2 separate regions of the Oryctolagus cuniculus genome follow, and region 1 is linked to region 2. A link is a contact called in public Hi-C data. All regions are on one chromosome and are shown on one strand. The core of a region is the stretch at or near the end of the contact, and the rest is flanking DNA. Distances in the headings are between cores, read along the strand shown.

Evidence for each region. A called contact is a pair of places that touch in the nucleus more often than the background predicts.
Region 1: a Hi-C map of liver shows a contact between it and region 2, with 8 times the contacts expected there. The contact joins the enhancer-like site here to the promoter of GSDMC in region 2. A contact is called at or near these places in 2 of 6 Hi-C or Micro-C datasets (liver and an unstated tissue).

Annotation. Positions count from the first base shown.
Region 1 is chr6:155,663,095-155,669,225 of mOryCun1.1, reverse strand. The region is part of intron 1 of CYRIB (CYFIP related Rac1 interactor B); the gene reads left to right. Among named protein-coding and RNA genes, the nearest start is that of CYRIB, 30 kb to the left of the region's middle. Within about 2 kb of position 4,360, at least 1 of the 8 cell types and tissues checked has an H3K27ac peak or open chromatin away from gene starts, as enhancers often do.
Region 2 is chr6:155,514,868-155,521,181 of mOryCun1.1, reverse strand. It overlaps GSDMC (gasdermin C), which reads right to left and starts at 3,438. Exons shown (of 9, transcript XM_070075484.1): 1 at 2,909-3,438; 2 at 2,255-2,435; 3 at 1,819-1,993; 4 at 689-794; 5 at 97-144. The coding sequence starts at 3,128.

The DNA of each region.
Region 1 (6,131 bases), core at 3,111-5,610, 150 kb before region 2:
ATGCTGAAGGGGTTCCCCAAGGCTGGGCCCCCAAGGGCTTCTTTAGAGGGGCAGAGGGGTGGTGAGTGGATTCTGGGCAGGCTGCCTGCCCAAGCCCTATATGCTGGCTACATCCTAGCTACAAGGGCTCTCATTTTGTCATTACTATGCTTTACTGAGCTGTGTGGTGGACAGACACTGACCCCCCAGAGTTGCCTGTCCCAGATCTCCAGATCTCCAGATCCCCAGATCCTGGGGCTTCTACACGTTACCTTCCACGGTACTAGGGACTTTACTGATGTCACGAAGTGGAGGGTCCTGAGTTGGAGACAGCGTCTTGTGTTAGCTGGTGGGCAGGAGGTTGCGGTCAGAGGAGAAGGTATGATGGTGGTCACAGCGGCAGGTTGGGATCAGAGGGAGATTTGGCCGTGCTACTGCCAGCTTCGATGGTTGTGGGAGGAGCTGTGGACCAGGGGTGCTGGGAGCCACCAGATGTGGACAGGACCAGGAATGGCTCTTCCCCAGGCTCCAGCCACTGCCAGGAGGGCATGCTGCCAATACCTTGATTTTAGCCAAGCAAAACCCCTTGTAGACTTGTGCCCTACAGAACTGTAAGATAATGCATTTGTGATCATGGACAGCAGCAACAGGAAACTAACAGAAGGTGATTTTACAAACACAAAATCTACCTGTGATTTGTAGTAACTTAATGAATGGTGGAACCCTCACCATAATGCCATAATGCAGGTTTTTTTTTTTTTTAAGGATTTATTTATTTATTTGAGAGATAGAGTTACAGAGAGAGAGGAGGAGAGACAGAGAGAGAGGTTTTCCATCTGCTGGTTCACTCCCCAAATGGGCACAACAGCCAGAGCTGGGCCGTTCCAAAGCCAGGATCCAGGAGCTTCTTCCAGGTCTCCCACACAGGTGCAGGGGCCCAAGCACTTGGGCCATCTTCTGCTGCTTTTCCAGGCCATAGCAGAGAGCTGGATCGCAAGAGGAGCAGCTGGGACTTGAACTGGCGCCCATATGGGATGCCCACACCACAAGCGGAGGCTTATACTACTGCCCTATAGTGCCGGTCCCCATAGTGCAGTTCTGGAGCAGTCTCCTCTCCCAGTCAAAAGCCTCGGGTCCATATAGAGTTAGTTCTTCCCACCCCTACCCCCCAGTGCTAGGTAACTACTAATCTGTTTTTGCTGCTATAAATCTGTCTAGCAATGTGCCTTTTAGGCATCTCATATGAATGGAAACGAATAATGTGTATTCTGTGTCCAGCTTCTCTTAACTGAGCGTGACTTTGAGGCTGCTTCGCATCGCTGACTACATCAGCGTTCTTGCCCTCCTGTGGCTGAGTAAGGGTCCACCGTCAGACGTCCTGTAGCTCCTTGGACTCTCGGTTTCTTCAGCTGCAGAAATGGCAGTGACACCATCCACAGGACGGGGTTCAGGCCTTCACATGGTCCTCTGGTGCCTGGCTACTCTGCCAGCCCAGGTCATGGCCTTGAATTTGCTCCATCTTTCTGCTCCTGTTATGCAATGGGAACGGAGAAGCCAGAAATTCACACTCCAAGGGGGAGTGTTGTGGTGCAGCAGGCTAAACTTACCCTGCTCATGGTGCTGTGACACCGGCATCCCATACGAGCGCTGTTTCAAGCCCCAGCTGCCCCGCTTCTGATCCAGCTCCCTGCTATTGTGCCTGGGAAGGCAGCAGATAATGGGCCAAGTACTTGGGCCCTGCTGCTCATGTGGGAGACCCAGATGGAGTTCCAAGCGCCTGGCTTCAGCCTGGCCCAGCTGTGGCTATTGTGGCTATTTGGGGAGTGAACCAGTGGATGGAAGATCTCTCTCTCTCTCTAACTCTGCCTTTCAAATAAATTTTAAAAATCTTTTAAAAAAATAGTTTAAAAAAGGAGGTCAAATTCAAAGCCATCATTAGCTCACAAGATGCTTTTTCGGGGCCGGTGCTGTGGCACAGTGGGTTAGAGCCCTGGTCTGGAGCACCGGCATCCCATACGGGTACCAGTTCTATTCCTGGCTGCTCCTGTTGCAATCCAGCTCTCTGCTATGGCCTGGAAAAGCAGTAGAAGATGACCCAAGTCCTTGGGCCCCTGCACTTGTGTGGGAGACCTGGAAGAATCTCCTGGCCCCTGGCTTCAGATCGGCCCAGCTCTGGCCGTTGTAGCCATCTGGGGAGTGAACCAGCGGATGGAAGACTCTCTCTGTCTCTACCTCTCTCTGTAACTCTGTCTTTCAAATAAATAAAATAAATCTTTAAAAAAAAAAGATGCTTTTTCTTGGTGATGGGTGAGATGTAAGCAGAGCCACACAAGGCAAGGCGTGCGTGTGTTCAGGATGGCTTGCGTGTCTGGCCAGGACATGGCCTCCATCGTCCCCGTCCACATGGGAAGTGGAGGCTGCCTTCCATTGCACAACCGACGGCCGCTGGTGTCTGTCGCCCGCACTGGCGGTGTTTACGGGTAGTGCAGAGGGTGAGAAACCACACAAGGTCAGCCTGTGAGGCTCCAGTCCTGCCAGGAAATAGAGACCCCATTTTCCAGAGACCCACTGAGTTGTAGCACAAAGAGCAGAAAGCACATGCAGACTTTTTCTTGGGGCTTGCGATTTTAAGTGTGTGTTTTAGTGGCGTGATAAAGTTTACACAATTATAGTGAAGATACAGCTGTTTGTAGACGTTGGGAGGGAAAAGCAAGAACCTGGTATCCTGTGCGCTGCCCCCCTCTCCCCAGCCGTGTGACTCTGGGTGGTGATTTCACTTCTCGGAAGCTCAGTTTCCCCTTCTGTAGAATGGGAACGCTGTGCAGAAGGGTTCTGAGGCCTCTTTTGGAGCGAACTCTGCAGGTTGCAATGCTAAATGTGTTCTTAGGGCTCAAGAGTTCTCTCGTAGACTCCTCCTTAGGGCTTTGGCTGGAATTGACACTGCTGGTTGGCTTTCAATTAAAACAGAAAAAAAAAATATACATCCACTTTAATTTCTGTAGCAGGCCTGTTTCACGGAGAGCCGCTTTCTGTCTGAGGTGGGTGTGGGAAGGCGTTCCCTCACCATCACTGCGGGAAGAGCCGGTGTTTAGGAGGGCTCTTCACCACTGACCTGGCCGCTGCGGGAGCTGGGGCTTGGGCCTCTGTGGATGATGGACCTGAGTGCTCAGACCCCAGGCTCACCCTTGTCCTCCGGTCTGTGGCATGGACCGGGCTGCCCTCTCCGGTGGCTGTGCAGATGCAGGGCAGGACCTCGATGTGGCCGAGAACATTCTTCATAGGGCACCATGGCCTTCAGGCTGTGCAGGTGGCACTGCGTGGAACCAGCGAGGATTTCTGTATCAAGAGAGGGCGCACAGCGGCCTGGAAGATGAGGGCGAGGAGGGGGTCTGGGGTCCCCGGCAAGAGAAGGGGTTCTGTTTGCGTGAAGCAAGGCTTAGGCCTGGAGCCGGCCTCCCCAGTGCCATCAGCAAGCCACAGCCAGGGCAGGAAGTGAGGCACGGTGGCCACCGGCAGCCTCTCAGTTCCCTTCTGAGCCCAGGTCATCAGCCCTGTGGGTCGCGATGACAGTAACTGAACCCAAGTCAACCCAAGAGCAGACGAGATCACTTCTGTGTCTAGGCACTCCCTAGGGAGGAGCGGCTGCCCAGGGGGCTCTGCTGGCTGGGTTATGGCCTCTCTATTTCCTCACCCTACTGTGCTTCCTCTCTCTCCTTGGACGGTCTCTTCTGGATACCGCAGCTTGAATTCAGCCCCGTCCTCTCACGTTAGCAAATCTGGAGTTGGCGGGTGGGGTGGGGTGGGGTGGGGGTGGGGCTTCAGCCAGCGTCCCGGAGAGAGGGCTCTTGTTGGTCACTGAGTGTCACATGGCTGTTCTTGAACCATCCATTTGTTCTGGAAGGTTCCATGCTTTGACTTCCATCTTGTAGGCAGTGTGCTGCACATGGAGAGGAGAGGTGGGGGATGGCTCCTAGGACACAGGTGCTTTCCTAAAAGCAGCATGGGGTGGGTGGGTGGGGCTAAGCAGGCCAGATGTCAGCTGGGCGGGGTGAGGGTTGGTGGGGATGAGCCTTATGTCTCTTTTTGCCTGGCCAGGGAGGCTTCTTCCTCAATGGTGACCTGAACTTGGCCAGAGTGAGTGGCCCAGATGAGAGCAGGTGTTGGCGGCTCTGCAGCCTGTCCTTGGGGCCACTGCTTTGGGAATCAGTCTCCTGTCTCCCCTGCCCCATTCTATCCCTCTCCCTTCCTTCTGCAAACATCATCGAGGCCTTGGCCTCTTCTGAATCCCCCAGACTGGCTTTGCACCCTTCATGTCCCTTCCCAGTGCCCGGGCGTGGAGTGACCTAATATCTAACACCGGGCACTGATCCACCCGAGTGTTTTCTGGAAGCTTCCACGAGGAATGATGTTAATCCTGTGCCGGCTGGGTCTTGGGAGAGGCCGGGCGGGCTGGGGCAGCAAGGTCTCCCCACCGCTGGGGGGCAGTGTTTCCTGCTTTGACCACTGCGCTTGTGAAAAGCAGCCCAGCTCTTCGGGGTGGGGCTGGAGCCCGCTGCTCCTCACTGCATCCCAGCTCCCAGCCCAGGCATCTGCAGTGGGCCCCTTGCAGGTGGAGGCCGATGGAGGTGACAGGAGGGTGACGGCTCAGGAAACAGCCTGTCCCCAGGCTGCCCTGGGCCACCTCTGCTGAACTCACTCTCTGCTCCTGAGCATTTTGTTTTCTCAGAGGCACTCGGGTCTGTGGCCTCGCAGGATATGCAAATGTCAGATGCAAATTAGCGCAGTCTGCAATGAGGAATAGAGAAAGTTACTTCTCGTTTATAATTTCTGGGGGTTGGCAGTGGGTGCGTGGGGTACCTCTGGCCACACGGTCAGTCGTCTCATTGCCTCCAGGGTGGACTGGGCACCCAAGAGGAGAGGTCAGCTGACCCAAGGGCCTTTGGGAGCTTCTGGGGCAAGCTTCTGGAACGTGGAGAAGGGTGGGCAGACTTGAATGGGACCACAGCAGCCCCCTTGTCTGTGGTTTCACTTTCCTGAGTTTCAGCTACCCAAGGTCAACCGCAATCTGAACACATGAGTGGAAAATTCTAGAAGTAAGTTTTAAATTACACGGCATTCTGTGTAGTGTGAGGAAATCTCATGCTGTCTGCACCGTCTTACCTGATGGTGAATCACCCCTTCACCCAGCGTGGCCATGCTGCCCCTGCTACCTGCCCCTGCCAGCTGAGAGAGAGAGAGAGAGAGATCATATTTGCATAGCTTTTATTACAACATATGGCACTTCCAAACGGCCATGGAAAATGGAATTAAATGATGTTTATTTTGGTGTAACAAGTTTGAAATCCATGCATAGTCTTTCTATAATACACATTTTCTATGGACTTTTTGAAAACTTTGCATATTTTTGGAATTGGTCTGTTTGATTAGTTATTATTTATCTTTTGCTGTGCCTAATTTGTAAGTTAGACTTGATCATAGGGATGTGTGTTTAGAACAAGACAGTATATGGGGGGCCAGCCCCGTGGCTCACTTGGTTAATACTCTGCCTGTGGCACTGGCATCCCATATAGGTACCGGTTCTAGTCCCGGTTGCTCCTCTTCCAGTCCAGCTCTCTGCTGTGGCCCAGGAAGGCAGTGGAGGATGGTCCAAATGCTTGGGCCCTTGCACCCGCATGGGAGACCAGGAGGAAGCACCTGGCTCCTGGCTTCGGATTGGCGCAGCACCAGCCGTAGTGGCCGTTTGGGGAGTGAACCAATGGAAGGAAGACCTTTCTCTCTGTCTCTCTCTCACTGTCTATAACTCTACCTGTCAAATAAAAAAAAAAAAAAGACCATATATGAAGGGCTTGGTGTCAGCCAGTTTCAGGCGTCCTCTAGGGGTTTGAAATGTTTCTCACGGGGTAAGGGTGAGGGGACTATTGCCCCCGACCATCTCTTAGTACTTGCTGCCGGCCCGCTGTGATGCCCACACTTTGCCTTTGACCGAGTTCCTGTAATAGTCCTCACCTTTGGTGGTGAATGTTATCAGGTGAAGTGGATTAAGCCAATGCTTATGGCGCCAGCATCCCATATGGGTGCCAGTTCGAGTCCTGGCTGCTCCACTTCCAGTCCAGCTCCCTGCAAGTGCACCTGGGAAAGCAGCAGAAGATGGC
Region 2 (6,314 bases), core at 2,189-4,688:
TAGGTGGAGTCAGCCCCGAGGGACAGGGGTGACAACATGGCAGAGGGAGGGGACCTCAGGAGCCAGCCAAGTGGAGACAGACCTCAGGATGCTCACCTCCACCAGCGTCCCCACAGCGCCGCCCTTCGGGGAGGCAGAGAACAGCTGCAAAGAGAGGGGGCACCGGCAGGAAAAGGGGTGTGTCCCTGAGAGGAAGGCGGAAACCAGCCACGTGCGGCGGAGACTGTGGACAGCACCTCCAGGGCCACGCAGGCCAAGTGCTGCTCCTGGTTCCCACCTTGCCCACGAGGGGCGGGAGGCCGTCTGAGCCCTGTTCCTTCCCACCCTGGGCCTGAGGCCCCGAATTCAGGAGCCAGATGTGAGCTCCTGGGGCAGCCCCACATTAGCTCAGCTCCAGACGCATCTGTGGTTCACGGGGGTTCTGGGATGGGACATTTATTAGGGGAACAACCTCCTCCCCCCCCCCACCAAGACTTGAGTCCCCTGAGTCTCTGTGCCAGTTAGAGGACAAGGACCGTCCCTCAGGTAGGATGCAGCCCTCCCCCAGAGGCTGGGGAGCGAGTGTTTCTCTGAAAGCCAAGTCCCTTCTGTGCTATGGGAGTGGGGGCGTGGCCAGCTAATGTTCACGTCCCTGGAGAAACAGCGCCCAGGGCACAGGCTGGCATGGGCAAAGTGGGAGGGGTCTGACCCCAGTGATCCTCTTCAACCACCAGCTGCAGCACTCTGTAGGCCACGACACTGCCCTGCGGGACAGTCACTGTCTTCTCTCTGTCCATGGTGCTCTGCCCCTGGACCTGTGAAGGGGCAGGGAGAACCGGACACCCTATCCTCACAGGCCTCCAGGAGTGGGTCTTAGAGGCAGGTGGGGCTGGAGGGGATCGTGGGGTCTCCCTTGATGCAGGGTGTTCAGGGGTGGTCAGGGTAGAGGGTGCAGGAGTTGGAGGGGGCAGAGATCGCAAATGCAGCAAGCATAGCATTCTGCAAGACACGGTGTGCACAGTTAATTCCAGAAAGAAACCCCACGGCATTCTAGGGTCAAAACAATACACGTGAGCTCAGTAAGAGCTCTAAGTGCCACACAGCAGTTCGAGTCCCAGCTGCCCCACTTCCCATCCAGGTCTCTGCTAATGGCCTGGGAAACCAGTGGAAGATGGCCCATGTGCTTGGGCCCTTGCATGCATGTGGGGGACCTGGAAGAAACTCCTGGGTCCTGGCTTCGGCCTGGCCCAGCCCTGGCTGTTGTAGCCCTCTGGGGAGTGAACCAGCGGATGGAAGCTCTCTCTCTCTTCCTTTCTCTCTAACTCTGCCTTTCAAATAAATAAAATAAAAATCTTGTGGTTTCCTTATTTGCTGCAAATAAATTACTTTGTGTGGCAGCCCCTTCTGGTGTGTTTCTTAGAACTTGCCAGGAAGTGGGTCCCCCAGTTTGGGGTAACACCAGTTCCCACAGTCAGCCAGGGGTCATGTCAGGCCCTGTTCCCCTGGCACGTCTGCTCCAGAGTGACTGCAGACCCCCAGCCTCACTGACCCAGAAGGATCACCTGGGAGACAGCAAATACCACCAGGGATTGGGTCTCACTCCAGACCACCCAAGACAGAACAGGGCAGGTGTTTGGGCACTGGTATCAAAGCAACTTCAACAACAAACCCAAGGAAACACCCTCGCAGGTGACCCCAAAGTGCAGTCAGCACCGAGAACCAGGGTGCAGGCGCCTGGGGCCAGCATTCCCGGCTGGAAGAGGCCATCTGCAGTGGGGCCAGTTAGGGCAGCAGGGCGGGGCCCTCTGGTGGCAGCTCAGGACAAGGCACACCTCGCACCTTCAGATGGCCCAGCCCGGGGAAGGACAGCTGCCCCGTCCCCTCTGCTCGGCCGAGGCTCCGCAGCGTGGTGTCCTGCAGAGTCTCCACCGCTTCTGTCACCACGTACAGGCGCTCCCTCTGCGTCCGGCTCTGCAGCTCCCTGAGCAGCAAGGGCCTGGGCGTCCTCAGTTTCCTGCAACCGTGTGTTTGGGGGGTGGGAAGGGTGGGAGAGAGGACAGCTGGGGCGGGTACACGATAATTCTACACCACAGGCCGAAAATGGGCTTCTGCAAGCTGAATTGCACACTAGGCTTAAGGACTTTGGCTCAGGGCTTCCCGCGAGGCCTCGGCCCCTCCCCCACCCCCAATTCCTCCCTCCAGCCTGGATAACCCAGGGCCACAGGCCTTGAGCCAGAGGAGCCCCACCTGCCCGCGTGACCGCTCCACGGCTCACCTGCTCTCCATCAGGCCCTCCCAGGTGTGAGGGGAAATGCTGAGGGTCTGCACGGCCAGCGTGCAGCTGTGGGTGACCACGCCGCCCCCTGCCACCTTGCCCTGCAGCCCGACGCTCACAGCTCCTGTCACCCCGCGAGTCACAGACTTTCGGATATGGATAGGCTGGCTTCGGCTGACCTCTGTGGAGACAGATGCCCATGCTGGAGGCAGACAGGGAGGAAGGCAGGCTGGTGGGGTGAGGGCAGGCGGGGGCGTGGGCTTGGGTCTCAGCCCTGCTTCCCAAGCAGTCTGCACCACTTACTGGCTGGCTGTGGCCTTGGGCAAGCCAGTGACCTCCTGGAGCCGTAGTCTCCCCCTCTCTAAGAGGGGGAGGAAGAACGGCAGGGCCTTCCTCCAAGGGAGGCCGTGAGGATGGCGGCCTTGGCCCAAGGCACCTCATCATGGCAGCCGTTGCTGAACGTTATCATCATGGTTCCTTCCTACCCAGCTAGGGGAGGAGGAAGAAGCAGCTCCCCTGCCCGAGCCGAGGGGGTCTCTGTGTGCCAGGTGGGGCTGCCCACCGGTTCAGCCCCGCTCACCCGTCTCCCCCACAGCTGCCTGGCAGCCGTCTGCGCTCGGTGGCTCCTGCGCCCCACCGCCTATTCACACGTACCTGGGGCCGGAGAACCAGGCTCCAGCAGATCCAGGAGCGAGAAGTCGGTGGGGATGAGGCGGGTGCCCCAAGGCCAGGGGTGGCACCTGCACTTCTTTCTCAGCACGCAGAAGGGACGCAGGCGGGGGGCGCTGTTCAGGCTGTCCGCGGGCACCAGCTCCCCCATCCTGCCCAGCTCCCGCACCACCAGCTGGCTGCCCCTTGCGAACAGGGACGACATGTTCCCTGAGGGGGCGAAACGCGCCGCGTCTGTGGGCCAGCGCCGTGGTCAAGCCCGCATCTATGCCCGCCTCGCCAGGGGGCCCAAGCCCACAGAGTCCTAGGAGAGGCCCCGAGCTGGGCCTGTGCGCTCCCCGGCCTGCAGGGGGCGCCAGAGCCGCGCCCGCTGCACCCGCGAGGGAATCGGCGGGCTCCGGGGCGCTCTCAGCGTCGCTGGGGCCAGTGCTGGGTCTGGGTTCGGCCTCTGAGGGACAAGAGGACAGCGGCGACATTTGAAGGCCGCCAGCCCATGTCGGAGGGGAGCTGGGGGGTGGTCTCCGGGGCCCCGGACCTCCCACCCCCTACCTGACAGCGGGACCTTCCGGTGGCCCCAGGCCGTGGGGTTGCCAGCCCTGCCCCCGCCCCGGGGACCGTGACCCCAGCCCTGGACGTCCAGCGCTGGCTGACCCCCAAGCGGCCTGTCCCCTCCGTCAGCGGCCCACCAGGCCCGTTACTTGGGAGTACTCTGAATAGCCATGCGTTGTTCGAAGAAGTTCAGACGGATTAAAGAAATCAAGTTGTTCTGTAAGATGTGCTTTTAAACTTCAGAGCTGCAGCCCCGCTCCCCTCCCCGGACGCTGCTTTCGACTTTTTGTTGCTTATTTTGGTATCAGAGATCTTTGTAAAACATTTATTTAAAAGGCAGAGTTAGAGAGAGGAAGGGAGGAGGAGGAGGGGGGAGGAGAGGAGGAGGGATTGATTGATTGATTCCATCTACTGGTTCTCTCCCCAAATGGCAACAACAGCCGTGACAGGGCCAGGCCAAAGCCAGGAGCCAGGAGCTTCCTCCAGGTCTCCCATGCAGGTGCAGGGGCCCAGGCACTTGGGCCACCTTCCACTGCCTTCCCAGGCCATAGCAGAGAGCTGCATGGGAAGTGGAGCAGCCAGGACTCGAACCTGCACCCATTTGAGATGCCAGCATGGCAGTCTAAGACTTAACCCACTGTGCCCCCACACGCCAGCGCCTTAGATCTTTTTATAAACTGGGTTCATTGTGATATAATTCACACGCCATGCAGTTCACCCTTGGACGTGTGCCTGTCAGTGACTGCTAGTGCATTTTCATGATTTCCGCCTTTAGCATCCATTCTCCCTGCTGTCCCATCGCATCCCATCCCACTCCTGCTGGCTCTGGGCAACCACCGATCTATTCTCTGTTTCTATGGATTTGCCAGTTCTGGACACTGAATATAAATGGGACAATGCAATATGTATTTGGGCGTGTGTCTGTCGTGTTACTGACCATTGTCAGTTTTAGGCATTGCTCATGGATGTACCTTGAGAATAAGGACTTTGAGTCCCCTCCCTCCAGAACAGGCACAAGTCCTGTTTGCATCTTCCCAAGTGAGTTGCATCACAGTTCTCTGTAAGCTCTATGCAGCTACTGATATTTTTCCTTTCATGAAGAATTTCCCTTCTGTTTGTCTTCCCTTTCTTGTTTCCCAGGTACTCCTATCTAGTGACATCCAAACTCTGCCCATAGCTTAAATCTCCTACTGAGATGCTGAGATTCTAGGTGCTCTATCAATTTCAACTTCCTGGAGAAATCCCTCCTAAAGCCTTCTGCTTGCTCAGATGGGAGCTGGCTGCCCTCTGCCCCCAGGAAATCCACGTCACCCTGGGAACCCCCCCCCCCATCTCTTCTACACAAACCTCCTGTTATCCAATGCCTTCCACTTGGATTTTTTCTTCTTCTTGGTTTGTCATATCCTCTAACAGCTTCCTGGAAAAAGGGACATAGGAACCAATTTTTAAAACATTTTGTCTGAAAATGTCTTTTTTTCTACCTTCAGGTTTGAGAGAATTTTTTTTAAGATTTTATTTTTACTTATTTGAGAGACAGAGTTACACACAGTGAGGGGTCATTCCCCAAATGGCCACAATATTCAGAGCTGGGCTGATCTGAAGGCAGGAGCTTCTTCCAGGGCTCCCATGCAGGTACAGGAGCCAGGTATTTGGGCCATCTTCTACTGCTTTCCCAGGCCATTAGTAGAGAGCTGGATTGGAGGAGGAGCAGCTGAGACTTGAACTGGTGCCCATATGGGATGCTGGCACTGCAGGTGGAGGCTTATCCTACTATGCCACAGTGCCAGCCCTGAGAGAGAGAGAATTCTACATTGCAAATAATTTCCCCTCAAAAGTTAGGAAGGAATGTTGCTGTGGATTCGTTCTGAGAGGAGGAGTGTGGTGGGGGCAAGAGGTGCAGAGTCACCACACAGACCCCAGAAGTTGGATGAAAACCAGGGAGCAGCCTACAGACTCGTTTATTTCAGTTGGTACAGCAGCTTATATAGCCAAGGCAGTCAATCTGGTCAAGGGACGGTTATGCCCTAACTAATCACAGCCTGTTGCCAGGCAGGCTCTGCTGGCAGGTGGTTTCCCAGGGGGTTTCCGAAGCCACTCCTGAGTAACTGATGCTGGCTTGCCAGCGGCCATCTTGGCATGGCCTTCTCATTCCACCACAAAGGAATAACTTCATTGCTTCTAGCTCCCTGTGTGATTATAACATAAAATCATTTTCACTTATGGTCTTTTGTAAGAAACCCTTGTTTTTCCCTCTGGATTATCACATTGTCCTGGATGTCCTGAAATGTCATAAAAATGTGTCAGGCCCTTGATGTACAATTTCAATCTGGAAACTCAAGTCCAAATTAGATGATGTTTTCTTGAATTATTTCATCAATGATTTCTTTTTTGATATCTGTGTGTTCTTTTCATATTAATTGAAGACTATATCTCTTCCAGTTGAGTTGGCCATTCCCACTGGGATATTGACCAGCCAACAGACAAAATGGAAGACATCCCTTCTTTTTAAAAAATTAATTAATTTATTTGAAAGTCAGAGTTAGAGAGAGGAGAGGGTGAGACGGAGAGAGCTCTTCCATCTGCTGGTTTACTCCCCAGATGGCTGCAATAGCCAGGGCTGGGCCAAGCTGCAGTCAGGAACCAGGAGCTTTTTCTGGGTCTTCTGTATGGATGGGAGGAGCCCAAGTACTTGGACCATCTCCTGCTGTTTTCCCCAGGCCATTACCAGGGAGCTGGATTGGAAGTGGAGCAGCTGGGACCCAAACTAACACCCATAAGGCATGCCGGCATCGCAGGAGGCGGCTTTACCTACAACGCCACAGCACTGGCTCCCAGAAGATAT